Regions from separate parts of the Ovis aries genome. Here region 2 is linked to region 1. A link is a contact called in public Hi-C data. All regions are on one chromosome and are shown on one strand. The core of a region is the stretch at or near the end of the contact, and the rest is flanking DNA. Distances in the headings are between cores, read along the strand shown.

What was found. Hi-C and Micro-C count contacts between places; a contact is called where the count stands out from the background.
Region 2: a contact with region 1 is called in a Hi-C map of hypothalamus, with 5 times the contacts expected there. The contact joins the enhancer-like site here to the promoter of UST in region 1. A contact is called at or near these places in 2 of 16 Hi-C or Micro-C datasets (hypothalamus and retroperitoneal adipose tissue).

What each region holds. Positions count from the first base shown.
Region 1 is chr8:73,115,361-73,121,712 of ARS-UI_Ramb_v3.0, reverse strand. UST (uronyl 2-sulfotransferase) reads right to left here and starts at 3,669. Exons shown (of 8, transcript XM_027972539.2): 1 at 3,012-3,669. The coding sequence starts at 3,267.
Region 2 is chr8:73,344,167-73,350,518 of ARS-UI_Ramb_v3.0, reverse strand. All of the region lies in intron 5 of UST (uronyl 2-sulfotransferase), which reads right to left. Among named protein-coding and RNA genes, the nearest start is that of UST, 230 kb to the right of the region's middle. Within about 2 kb of position 2,433, at least 5 of the 54 cell types and tissues checked have an H3K27ac peak or open chromatin away from gene starts, as enhancers often do. A contact at or near this core is called in hypothalamus, where this site is marked.

The DNA.
Region 1 (6,352 bases), core at 2,420-4,919:
TCTGTGTCCTTCAACAAGTCAGTGAACTTCTTTGCCCTCCTTTCTCCCATATCAAAAATAGGGATAACAGCTGTACCTAATCTATGATATTTCTGTGCTAATTCAATTTCATTCTGCATGTGCACTGATTGGCACATACACAGCAAATGTTGGCTTTTGTCATAAATGGTCCTCTTTCTTCCCTGTGAGAATATTCAGTGTTCAATATGTTACAAATCACACTACCTATTTGATGCAATAAGTACAAGCATCACTTCCAGATGTTTGTTTAGTAGCTACTATACGTCAGATGTGGGCTTCCCTGGAGGCTCACAGGTTAAAGCATCTGCCTGCAATGCAGGAGACCTGGGTTCGATCCCTTGTCGGGAAGATCCCCTGGAGAAGGAAAGGGCAACCCACTCCAGTATTCTTGCCTGGAGAATCCCATGGACAGAGGAGCCTGGTGGGCTACAGTCCACAGGGTCACAAAGAGTCGGACACGACTGAGTGACTTCACTTCACCTATGTGTCAGATGCAATATATTATAGAAGTATATTAAAAATAATGCTGTCAAGAAAAATATTGCTAAAAATAATATTTTTTGGAAAATTTTGACTTTATATGAACTTATGTTTAAGAAAAATACTTGCCTCCAAAATTGGCTACCTAGGAAAATTGAGAGGATGTGTTTACTAACCACAATTTTGTTTTCACAGACACTAAAATAGTAAAATGGAGGAAACAAGGGGAGCATAATTCTGCAGATACCTTGGCCTTATATTATTAAGGGTATATTTTAGACCCTCTTAAAGACCACAAGCCCACTTTTCCTGAAAATCATTATGTTTACATAACAAAACAACAGGGAACAAATTTGGCCAAGGGTTATCTTATTTTCAGTTCACAATGATGTCATTTTCAACCCATTACATCAGTCAGAAATTCAATGATGAGTTAGTAATAGGAGCAATATTCCATCCTTCAGTTCTTTCTGGTTCCCTGAGTGAAGAATGCTTGTGAATTCACCCTTTCACCAACCGAGCCCCCAAACTTATCAGGCTTCATTTCCTGGAGTACATAATGAAAGCATATAAAACTGTGGATACCACACATAATGACTGAATTTTCAAGCAGTTAATAGGGTAGATACTGCGGTTCCTTGATTTTAGCCTCACTACACGCCTTTGATCCTTCCTCCTCCCAAATTTCCCCACCCCAAGAAGGGTATCAGCATGATATTTTAAGAGCTGGGTGGATGTGTTACAGGCAGTCTGGTCCAGGCCGGAATTTTACCTGTAGAAAATGCCCTGCCCAAAGCCAAGTGCTCCGAAGGACATCACAGGTGTCTTCCTTCCCTCCCCACTGTACTCTCCCTACATCGGTGGCCCCTGTATTTTGCTTGAAAAGAACCCCTACAAAGAATTCCCTATCAGTTCATGGAGAAAGACCCCTAAGCTTCTCAATCACTTCCCTCCCTATGCCAGTTATTATAGCAGCCACTGTTGGTAATAATAGCAACCTGTGTGGTAGTAGCAGGAATCTGAGAGCCAATGGGGCTGTGAGACTTCCAAACACAGAACTCCCAGAGAAAAGAGTTGACTCTAGCAAAAGCACATTTTACCCCCAAACCCCCTAGGAAACCAGATGCTGAGGATTATTCTTTGGAAATCCACTTGGGCAAAATTTTCCTCTAATTTTCTCTAAAGCATCTTACAAAACCGTAATTCCTCCAAAGTTTCTACTGAAAGAGAAGTGTAACTTTTAAAATCTGAGCTTCTCTACACAGGAAAACAAAACATTGTTTTATCTGCACGTACATTTCAAAATGCTCTAACATCTGTCACTTTGCTGAAGTGGTTTTCTTCCTTCGAAAACCATCTACTATCTAGACCTGTGGCTTCTGCGACGAAGGGATTGTTGTGGGCGAGGTTGGGAGCCTCCAGCCGCCGGAGTCGTTTGGCTCGTGGTTCCAGCGCTCCGGGGGCTTCTGTTTGCGCGCTGGCTCGGGTCACGCAGATGCCGGAAGTTCCCCGGGGGCTTTAGTTTATCCGCTTGGACGTTTGCGATGACCTGGGCCAGCTCAGCCTCTCCTCTTCCACTCCCACCTCGCACCATTGAGACCTGCTCTGACCACGGACTTGTGAGAGGGGAGCATCCTCCCTTAGCCAGGCGCGCTCCGGGGACCTGGGGTACGCACGCTGGGCCCTGGCACCCCCTCTCCCCGTGCACTGACTACAGAGCCGCAGGTCACATCCTCTCTTTGGAGCCGCTCTTTTCCCAAGATCCTTCCCCTCACCTCTCCAAAAACATAGGCAGCCTTGCTCCTATTAAACCAGGCACAACCTCCCCCAAAAGTTCAGACTTGGGACACGCAGCGCTATGGATCGTTCAGTCGAAGCAGGTCGATCCCTGCTACGGACAGCTAGGTGTGCAGGGGGTGCCCCAAGCACAAACCAGCTCACGGACAGCGCGGGAGCCCGCAAACTGCCCCTGGGCCACCCAGGCCAGGGAACAGGAGGAGATCTTGCGAGACAGAATTCGCAAAACGGGCCCCGGGGAGGTACTAATCCCACCCCCGCGACGCGGAGCGCTGGAGGGGACGGGACTGTGGTCACTAACAATGCCATGGGCCGGCCGTCGCTGCCCCTCGCCTCTCCCCGCTCTGCCAGGCCCGAATACACACACACACACTCGTACACACTCACTAACTCACACGCCAGCACTCCACCCGAGACGGGGTGGCCGAGGCAGGAGGGAAGGTATGCGGCGCCCCGCCCTGGGGTACCTGCCGGGCAAATCAACCCCGCGGCGCCCCACCCCCACCCCGCCTCTGCGCAGACAGACAGACGGACGCGCGAGAGGCAGCAGGCGCTCAGGGCCGCCGCACGGATGCTCGCGGGCGTCCCACCTGGGGAGCCTCGACGAGGCGGCGGCGAGGGCAGCACCAGAGTATCCGGCGCGCTCGGCTCCCCCCTCCACCCCCGCCCCGGCACAACTTCGCGCCGCCCTCGCTCCCGCCTTCCTTCCTTACCCAAATACTGCCGCAGGTCGAGCAGGAAGCGCGGGGGTCCCCCGCCGAGCTGATAGAAGAGGGAGCCCAGGCAGAAGACCAGCAGGGTGGCCATGCAGAAACCGTAGTCCCGGAGGGAGAAGCGCAAGAAGGGCAGCAGGGAGACCCGGCGCTTCCAGCTGCCCAGGCCGGGAGGGGCGCCCCCCAGAGGGGCCCCATGGGGCCAGGGATCCGCGCCGCCGCCGGGATGCTGCTGCTGCTGCTGCTGCTGCTTCATCGCCGGCTCCGCCGCCGCGCACAGCCTGCCCGTGCCAGGAAGAGGTCACCCATCCGCCTGCCCATCCGAGGAGGAGAGCCCTGCCGGCCGGCTGCACATGGGCAGGGCCGCGCCGAGGGCAGCCCGGGTTGGGGGCGGGGAGGGGGCCGAAGTTGCCGGGCTCAGGAGACTTTCCTCGGCATGGTCCCCGCCGCCGCGGCCCGAGCGGCCGAGGTGCCCGTCCCCGGCTCGGCGGCGCTGCCCGCGCCCGGCCCGCTAGCGCCCCCGCGTCCCGCGCCCCGCAGCGCCTCGGGCTCGCTCGCGGCCGCCGGGGCTCGCCTCCAGCGCCAGCGTGGACCCCCCCGCCCCCGGCTTTGTGGCTGTCGGTCTCGGCGTGTTTTGTCCCGGCTCAGGCTCCTCTACAAAAACTGTAGGGAGGAACAGGAGGCGGACACCATCTCCACGCTCCACCTCCTTGACAGGGGTTTTCCTCCTTCTCCTCCCCTTTCTCCCTCCGGCTCTCCGCTGCGCTCTCTCCTCCCTCTTTCCCTCCCTCCCTCTGCTCGGGTCTCCGGGTTTCTCTCGGGTGTCACGTTACTGCCTCTCCCTGGAGGGGGGGGCGGCGATTATTCGCAACAAGGAAGAAAGTTTCTGGGTGTGTGTGTGTGTGTTTTTCCCCCTTCCTCCTTTCTCTCCAATCTGGCCTCGGTTCCTGCGCCACCAGCGACCTCTTGGGGGCCCCCGCTGACTTCCCTCTCCCACACAGTCACTGGCAGGAAGAGGCACGACTTCTTTTAGTACGATATGTTTGTGTGTGTGTGTGTGTGTGTGTGTGTGTGTGTGTGTGTGTGTGTGTGTGGCTTTTTGGTCCTCGTCTTTTTTCTTATTTAAGAAACTTGTCTCTCCCTCTGTATCCCAAGCCTCTGCTGAGATGGTAAAATAACAAGCGGTGGATATTATAATTAAACACGCCCATAGGGCCAGGTTCGTCGCCCCAGCTCCAGGAAGGGAAACAGAAGCAGTCTTGCCTTCACGCGGCAGCTGCTCCTCTACGACGGAGGGACCAGACGGGCAAGGCGGGTGGGGAGTGTTCCAGAGCGGACTCGAGTGGTTCCTCTGGCAGATGTTCAGGGAAAGAGCCCTGACCTATTTCATCGCTGCCTCCCAGGTCTTCCCATGGGCTTCCCTGGTGGCTCAGACAGTAAGAAAAAAATCTGCCTGCAATGCAGGAAGCCCGAGATCGATCCCTGGGTCAGGAAGATCCCCTGGAGCAGGTCATGGCAACCCACTCCAGTATTCTTGCTTGGAGAATCCCAAGGACAGAGGAGCCTGGCGCGCCACAGTCCATGGGGGTCACAAAGAATCGGACACGACTGAGCGACTCAGTTTCCCATGTCTTCCAACGGAGGTTTCAGGACATGAAAGAGCACCTTCCCTGCTCAAAAGCTGCATCAAATATACATCCGCTGGGGATGGGGGATGGGGGATGGGGAGCGCAGGGGTGTGATGCTCGGAAAGTTCTGCTTTCATCAGCCACCCATTAGGTAAGAATGATTGACTGCTAGATGTAGAAGCCGTGCCACCTGAGGCTTCAGTGATTGGCCCTAGGTCATGCAGCTACCAGGAGTCAGACTGGGAGAGGCATTCAAATCTGTCTGACACTCAAGCCCAGGGTAATAACCACTGCGAGGTACTATCTCCAAGCCAAGGTGCTTTTTCCTAATAATTTGCCCAGTGATTGGAGGATAGGAGATAACACATTTAGCCCAGGTCACCTTGGGTAATGGAAAGGAAAACTTCCGGTTTCTTGTGCCTCTCCTCTCTGGTTCCCTACTCTTTCTGTACCTTTCGGTGACTGACGACCGGATTAAAGAAAGAATGGGGGGGCGGGCAGGGACCTCTATGATTCTTAGGCTGTTTTCTTGAAAACCTTTATAAGTTGGATATCTGAGGAAGTTTCTATGGAAAATCAAGGAATAGGATCCTGAGGTCAAGAGTTTACCATTTAAGAATAATATGGTATAACCATCCTGCAGACATGAGTATCTTTGTTCCCCATTTGAATGGTGAAGAATACAGATGGATCATAAACAGGAGACAATGGTGGATGAGGAGAGTAGTTTCACACACATATTCTACTTCCCAGTTTCTCATGGATAGGAAGAAAAGGGAAGTCTCTGTGTTCTGTCACAGAAAATCAAAAAAGAGTGTTAATGGTTTGTTTCACATTTATTCCACGAATCAGAGATTTATTGGGATTAATATGCACATTCTAGAAATGTGAATGCCCCTGAGCCAATTAAGCCAATCAGTCATTGCCCATTAATGTGAGTTACTTTAATCAGCACACTGAATAGCCCAGAATAGGTTCCCAGTTAATAATTGTTCAGTTAATGATGGGGCTTCCCTGGTGGCTCAGACAGTAAAGAATCTGCCTGCAGTGGGGAAGACCTGGGTTTGATCCTTGACCCACCAGCCTAAGTCCATACCCTTCCCTCTGTTTTACTGTGCCCCTCTCTGCTTCTAGCAAGGCCAGCCTGCCACTGCCCTAGACTCTTGAATCCACCCAATCCCAACCCCACACCCAAGCATGCTGTTTCCCCAGGCGTCTGCATCTCTGCAAACTATTTGTTGCTGTTCAGTCGCTCAGTTATATCCGACTCTTTACGACCCCTTGGAACTGCAGCACTCCAGGCTTCCCTGTCCTTCACTACTACCAGAGTTTGCTCAAACTCATATCCATTGAGTCTGTGATGCCATCCAACCATCTCATCCTCTGTCACCCTCTCCTCCTCTTGCCATCAATCCTTCCCAGAATCAGGATCTTTTCCAATGAGTTAGCTTTTCACGTCGGTGGCCAAAGTATTGGAGCTTCAGCTTCAACACCAGTCTTTCCAATGAATATTCAAGATTGATTTCCCTTAGGATTAACTGGTTTGATCCCCTTGCTGTCTAAAGGATTCTCAAGAGTCTTTCTAGCACACAGTTTGAAAGTATCAGTTCTTTGGTGTTCAGCCTTCCTTACCGTCCAATTCTCACATTCATACATGATTACTGGAAAAAACCATAGCTTTGATTATATGGACCTTCATCAGCAAAGTGTTGT
Region 2 (6,352 bases), core at 1,184-3,683, 230 kb before region 1:
TTTAAAAGTCATACTGGTATAACCTTCCTCTTCAGTGCAAAAAAAAAAAAAAAAAGAGTATAGAAACATCTAGCTGAATGTTGATACAATTCCATTGTATTTTTTCCTTGTAATATGAAACACGGAGTTGGAGCCACTTTTTTAAAAGCTTTGTCTTGAAATCAAGCAGGATTTGGTTAAAATTCTTTCATTAATTCAGGAATATCTGCATGGATTTAGGGTCAGAGAAAAAGTGGTCTGTGCCTAGAGGTTGCATGACATTATAGCCAGTGGATCCCCCACCTGGCTCATTCATTCCTGGCTGTCATCCTAGATAATGGAAATGTCATGTGGGATAAAACAAACTTCCTATTATACTCCTGACAAACCAGACATACTGATGCCATTTCTACCTTGCCTGAGACACTGATTAGTCAATCATAAAAGGGAACTAAAGTGGATTGTTACGTGTGCTCTGCAAAACTTATTAAGCCAAGACTATCACAATTTCCAGGCTTGACTATTTATTCTATAACTTTTTCAGGCTTCTCAGTGTTTTAATATTATGAGGTGAGCTGACCTCTCAGTTGCATTTCAGGACATCGGGCATCTATAGTACCATTTCTACTGAAGATGGCCCAGAAGCTCCAAGGCACTTAGCATGCTTTTGTCTTCCCTTCCCTCAGCACCCATTGAGTTGTTTCTTTTTAAGACTATGCTGGTCCTGACTTTACACCGAGTCCCTCGCTTTGGGAGGAGTCTTCCGACACGGTGCCGTATAGTCTGCCATACCCTCTGTTTAGCTTCTATCCTCCTTGCAGTCACAAGTATTTCACCTTGTCCTTCAATTTCCAGCCATTAGAGGGCAAGGCTGCTGCAGCTAACAGATTTGAAGACTTGTTTTGAGAGAGCCTGAGTGAAGCAAGCGTTTCTCCAATTACGCACTATCTAATTCAATTTACATTTTTTAGAAAAACTGCCAGCTATTTCATGTTAATATTGACATTTTCATAAGTACTTGCAATTAGAATTCAAGCTGAGATTCCAATAAATCTCTTAGATGTTTTGCGCTTACTTTTCCTGTCTGTCTTCAGATTTTGCAAACTATTTTTAAGAACACACTTAGAGGTCATTCTGCCTTTGGGGAATTTATGCTGTGTATGTAAAACAGTTTGGTAGGAAAAAATATTACAATTTGGCAAAGCAAATTGAGGACAACTACAAAGGTGTGCCAGGTTCTGAAAAACAAGTATTAGGGTATGAAATTCAAAATTCTAACACTGATAAACTGTCATTAGTTTTTCACTTTATATAAACCTTCACCCCATAACTTCTTTGAGTAGCAAGCTCCCTGGCTGCATTTTAAAGAACAGTGTTTTAAAGAACATTTCTCGACTGCATTTAAAGTGTAGCCCTATTCACCCACATCCTTAAATTTAACATGTATATGTATTTGTACAAACTGGCCTGCATTTGAAGAGTGACACATATCTCTTTAGAAAAAATGGTAATGGATTCCAAATGACTCCACTGACCAAACAAAAAGATGTTCTCATGTTAAATAAAATATTTTGTTCATCAAAGTACTTATTCTCTGTTTTATTGCCTAAAACATGCTTCCTGAAGTGAGATCTTAAATGTATAGTATAATATACTCTTTGGTTTCTATATAATAAATGTTAATTAGTTCAGTTTAAAAGAAAGCCTGATTTAAGACCCATACAGAGTATACATAAATACAACATACCTAACACTATGCCATCAAACTCCTTTAGTGTCGTATATTTGCACATACCAATTAAAAGTCCAACAAATAAAAACATTCCTGAGGGGAAGGTAAATAGAGCTTTTTCTAAATATGTAACGGATACAGAAAGTAAGCTTCTAGAAAATATTCAGGAGGTGCATCTGTCAGTAAAACTAACTTCTGCTAATACAGCCAAGAATGGATGTGCAGTTATTTCTCAGTAATTATTTTTTAGCCTTAGCTACATGTGGCATCACTTCCAGGGTTTTTAAAAAATCCCAGAGCCCAGCCTGCACCCTTGACCGATTAAACCAGAATCTTTGGGAGTGGGACCCAGGCAACAGGAGTTTTAAAAGCCTCCCAGATGATTCCAGAGAGCGGTCAGGCTGAGAGCCACCACCTTCATAAATCTAAGCCACCCGTCCCAGCAAGGGTGCAGGCCTGAGCCCCCAGTGAGGGGGCAGCTGCAGCTGGTGGCTGACTCAGTGAGGGGCGGGGGTCTGGAGCAGATGAGCTCAGCTGACAGGTGGCCAGCGGGATGCACCTGGCTGTGCTCTGGTAGCTTGGGTTTGGTGCTCCTGATGGGAGCTTCCATTGAGCAAGCAGGTCAGGCAAACTTGATTTGGCAGCCTCCTCGGGGACATCTGGTGAATCGCTTCTCAGTCCCAAACCCTAAACTCGAAACCCGCTGCTCCAGCCAAGCTGGGCGGCTGACCACAGAGCAAGCCTCAGGCTCTCGGGCTTTGGCACAAACGCTCCGCTCCTGCAGTCCTCCTGACCCTCACCCCTGCCTGAATCTGAATCTGTCCCCAGATCTTAGCTCCCACCTTGTCTAGGAAGCTTCCCCCAGTGAGCCCAGCTCACTGATTTCTTTCCTCTCCTGAATTCTCAGGCTGGTGTCTGCAGCATTCTTTTCCTAATTAATCATGCCCCAGCCAATGACAGTTCCTCAAGTTTGGGTTTTCTGTTGCCAACCAGGCAGTCAGCAAATGGAAGGACAGTGAAGTGCTCCCCACGGTAAATGCTCCCCATCACCATCCCTGCCCCTACCCTAGAGCTGCTCCTTAGGCATGGTTCTCACTCTGTAAATACTTGCTCCTTGATTGTTTATCTCCCGCTTGATCACTGCAGCAACCTCAGATTAACTGGAGCCCTTCTGTACACTGTATATTGAAGTTAAGTCATTTTTTTCCCAAAATGTACATCTTGGGATCCCATGTAAACATGCTTCCCCACCCCCAAGGCCTGCTTTAAATCCTTTAGAGTCTCCCCAGTCCTCGTGAACAGGCCCTGGGAAGTTCTGTGGGGTCTAACCTCTGCCTGCCCACACTGCAGGATTCAGCTCTTCCCTTTGTCCCTCAGTTCACCCTGCTCTAGCCTCCCTGGTTCTTTCCCTTTGCTCACTTTGTTCCCTTTTGCCGCAGGACCTTTGCATGTGCTGTTCCCGATGTCCAGACTGTTCCTCCTTCTTCTCTTTCCCTTCACATCTTAGTTCAACCACCACTCCTCTGGCCTCTAGACTTGCCAACTATGCCCAGACAGTGGCCCGTTTCTCTGTGTTGTCAAATGTGAGCCAGTTACATTTCACATGAATTTGTGTGGTTTGGGAGTTAACACCTGCCTCCCTTGTAGGACTCTGAGCTCTATGAGGACAGACATGGGGTCTATTTTTGCTCAGCATTTCATTTCCAGTTCTGATTATTATTCTCGTCACACAGAAAGCACTAAATCATTAATAAATGAATGAATGATGAATGAGTGGATGGATGGATGGATGAGTCACTAGTAGAAGTAAAAATAAAACGTATAACTGGCCCCTTGGTTCTGCAGACCAGAGACAGAGAAGCCCTAGCTTTGCGTCACTACGGCAGCCCTAGCTTGGCGTCACTGCACAGTCACCAGTGACCGGGACAAGCCAAGTTTCAAAATGCCTGTCATGCTCACAACCCCTCCACAGTTCCCTCAGTCCCCACAGTCACAGTGACACTGTGGTGGGCAGAATAATAGACCCCAAAGATGTCCACACCTGAATCCCTGGGACCTGTGAATATGGCACCATATACATACAGCAAAAAATGGTTCTGCAGATGTGATTATGGTTACAATCCTTGAGATGGGGAGATGATTCTAGACTGTCTGGATGAGCCCAATGGATTCACAAAAATCCTTAAAAGTGGAGAACCCTTCTCAGCTGGGTTAGAGAACTGAGATAGGAAAAGAAGGGGGAGAAATGTGAACCAACATTTCTGATCTTCCAGTTCTGTAGGTCAGAAGTCTGAACACAGGTCCCACTGGGCTAACCTCAAGGTGTTGGCAAAGCTGATTCCTTTTCGGAGGCTTGAGAGGAAGACTTATTTCCTTGTTCATTTGGGTGGTTGAGAGAAGCCATGTCCTCTGGGTATAGACTGAGACCCCATTGTCTTGCTGCTGGTCAGATGTGTGCTATTCTCATTCTCTAAAGGCATCTTTGCTCTTCAAACTGTGGTCCTCTTCTTCCATCTTTCAAGAAACCGGTGGTGGGTTGAGTCTCAGGGATACTCCAGGTATTGCTAAACCAACAGAGCTCGTCTTTGGTTCTCTAAATACTTGCGATCCCTGCTTTCAACACACCTCTGGAGGAACGGATGTCAGAGACATCTCTCTCCGGAGTAGCACCTTCGTCCTCTGTGTGGCTCAGTGTGTCAGAGCCTGTGGCCCTGTACACCTCTCCTCCCCATCCTCCGGGGTGAGAACGCACCGCTTTGGGGACTTTACAAGCACTTGCCTACACCAGCTTAGATTTCCAAGTAAATAAACATGGGACAAATGGGTGCCAGCAGGCTGGGATCAAAACATGTCTCCAGCTGTTGGGAACACAGAGAAGCAGTATTCCTTAGAAACAGATTCCCAGGAGAAGGGGTCTAGTGGGGCCATCTGAGAGGTTCAGCAGAAGCGGACCTGATGGTTCAGGACACGGCCCAGGGTACCCTGAGCCACAGGAGAACAGCAGCAGCCGCTGGCTCCCCAAAAGAGATAAACATCCCCATTCGCCCTGATTTATAGGAAATGAGTGGTCTCCGGGAGCCACTGACAGAGCCAGGGGTATGAAAGCATTAATTCCAAAATGTGTTTTGGAAAGTTTTAGCTCTCAGGACACTTCTGTGTAGAATGTTCAGTTTATTTTCTTGAGAAGCCTGTGAAACAGACAAGGTAATATGGTCCCATTGTACAGAAGAGAAGAGTAAGGTTTGTGGAGGCTAAATCCATTGGCTTGTCACCCAGCTGGGGCAGCAGAGAACAGAAGCTAAGTAAACCATGTCCTGGGCCGCTTGCTCAGCCTGCAGTCATAGGCCAAATCCAAACTAGATGGAGACAAAGAGCATGACTTTCTTACCTTCGGAGCTTTGGAAAATACATATATTTACTGAACTACGTAAAAAGCAGATGATCCAAATCCCTTATTCGTTTTCTTCCTTTAAGAAGAATGATGCTTGAGGGATGAAGGGACAGCCTGAGGTTTCATTCCCAGGACAGCCTCAGCCAGTCAGGACTGAGTGGAAATTTCCAGAATCGAGTATTTCATAGATACATTTCCAAAGCTAAGGGTGCTCAGAGTCCAAAGCTTTCAAGCGGATTAAAACACATAGCTTTCTGAAAACCTTTGCTGATGCTGGCCCGTGTTCAGGCTTCTCCAGAATCCAACATGATTCACTGAATTCTTTATGAATTAAGAAGCTGTAAATTACACATCTTTTCTTTTAAACATGCATTACTTTCCACGCTTTACAGCCAAGACGAATAAACAGCATCACAGAGGCAGTTCTCTCCCTGGGAAAATGCCTTTCCCTCTTTCTGCTCTACAAATGGCGGATCACCTAGGGAACGGTCATCTGGTGAAGTTGCAGGAATTTGGGTAAAGAGTTCAATTGGACATTTTTGTTATTGTTGTCTGAAAATGCCAAGTGGTATCTCTGCAGAAGTGTTCACCATGAACCTTTCTCAGGCCAGGTTTTAGGCAAACAACAAGCAAAAAAAAAAAAAAAAAAAATCACACACGTATAACTAACAGAGTGGAAATGGCAGCTGTTTTCAGGGAAATTTGGGGACTGGAGAAGGGAGTGGCTTCTAGGGAACAAGACGCTCTCCCTCGCTTGTAAATCACAACAGTTGCTCTTCATTAGCAGACATTCATTCTCCTTAACTGCATTCTGGGTGCCAGGTATGTCCTTGCCCTGGAAATAAAGCAGCCTGGACTCCGGCTGGACAAAAGTCTTAAGCCCTGGCACGTGTCCACGTGCGCCTGCACTCAGATCCGCCCGCCCCACCTCCCGAGCCTAAAACCAAGAAAGGATGCAGCCACCTCTGCAATGGTGAGCCGAGTGCCTGGCTCCAGAGAGAGGGAAACGAGCCCCAGAGAACTGCCTTTTCATAGCATGGCTGCTATACGCTGAATTTTACCCATTCTAGCAATAATTTATTGTAAAATCATTTTCTGATAAATAAGTGAAGATTTTTTGGAGAGAAGTAGAAGCTTTTAGGAAATCTGTTTTCAGAAAATATGGGAAATAGCTCTAAGATGCTTGAGTATTTGAAAAAAAAATTGTCATAACAGCTATGTCTTTGTAAAGATGCATCAGATGAAATGAT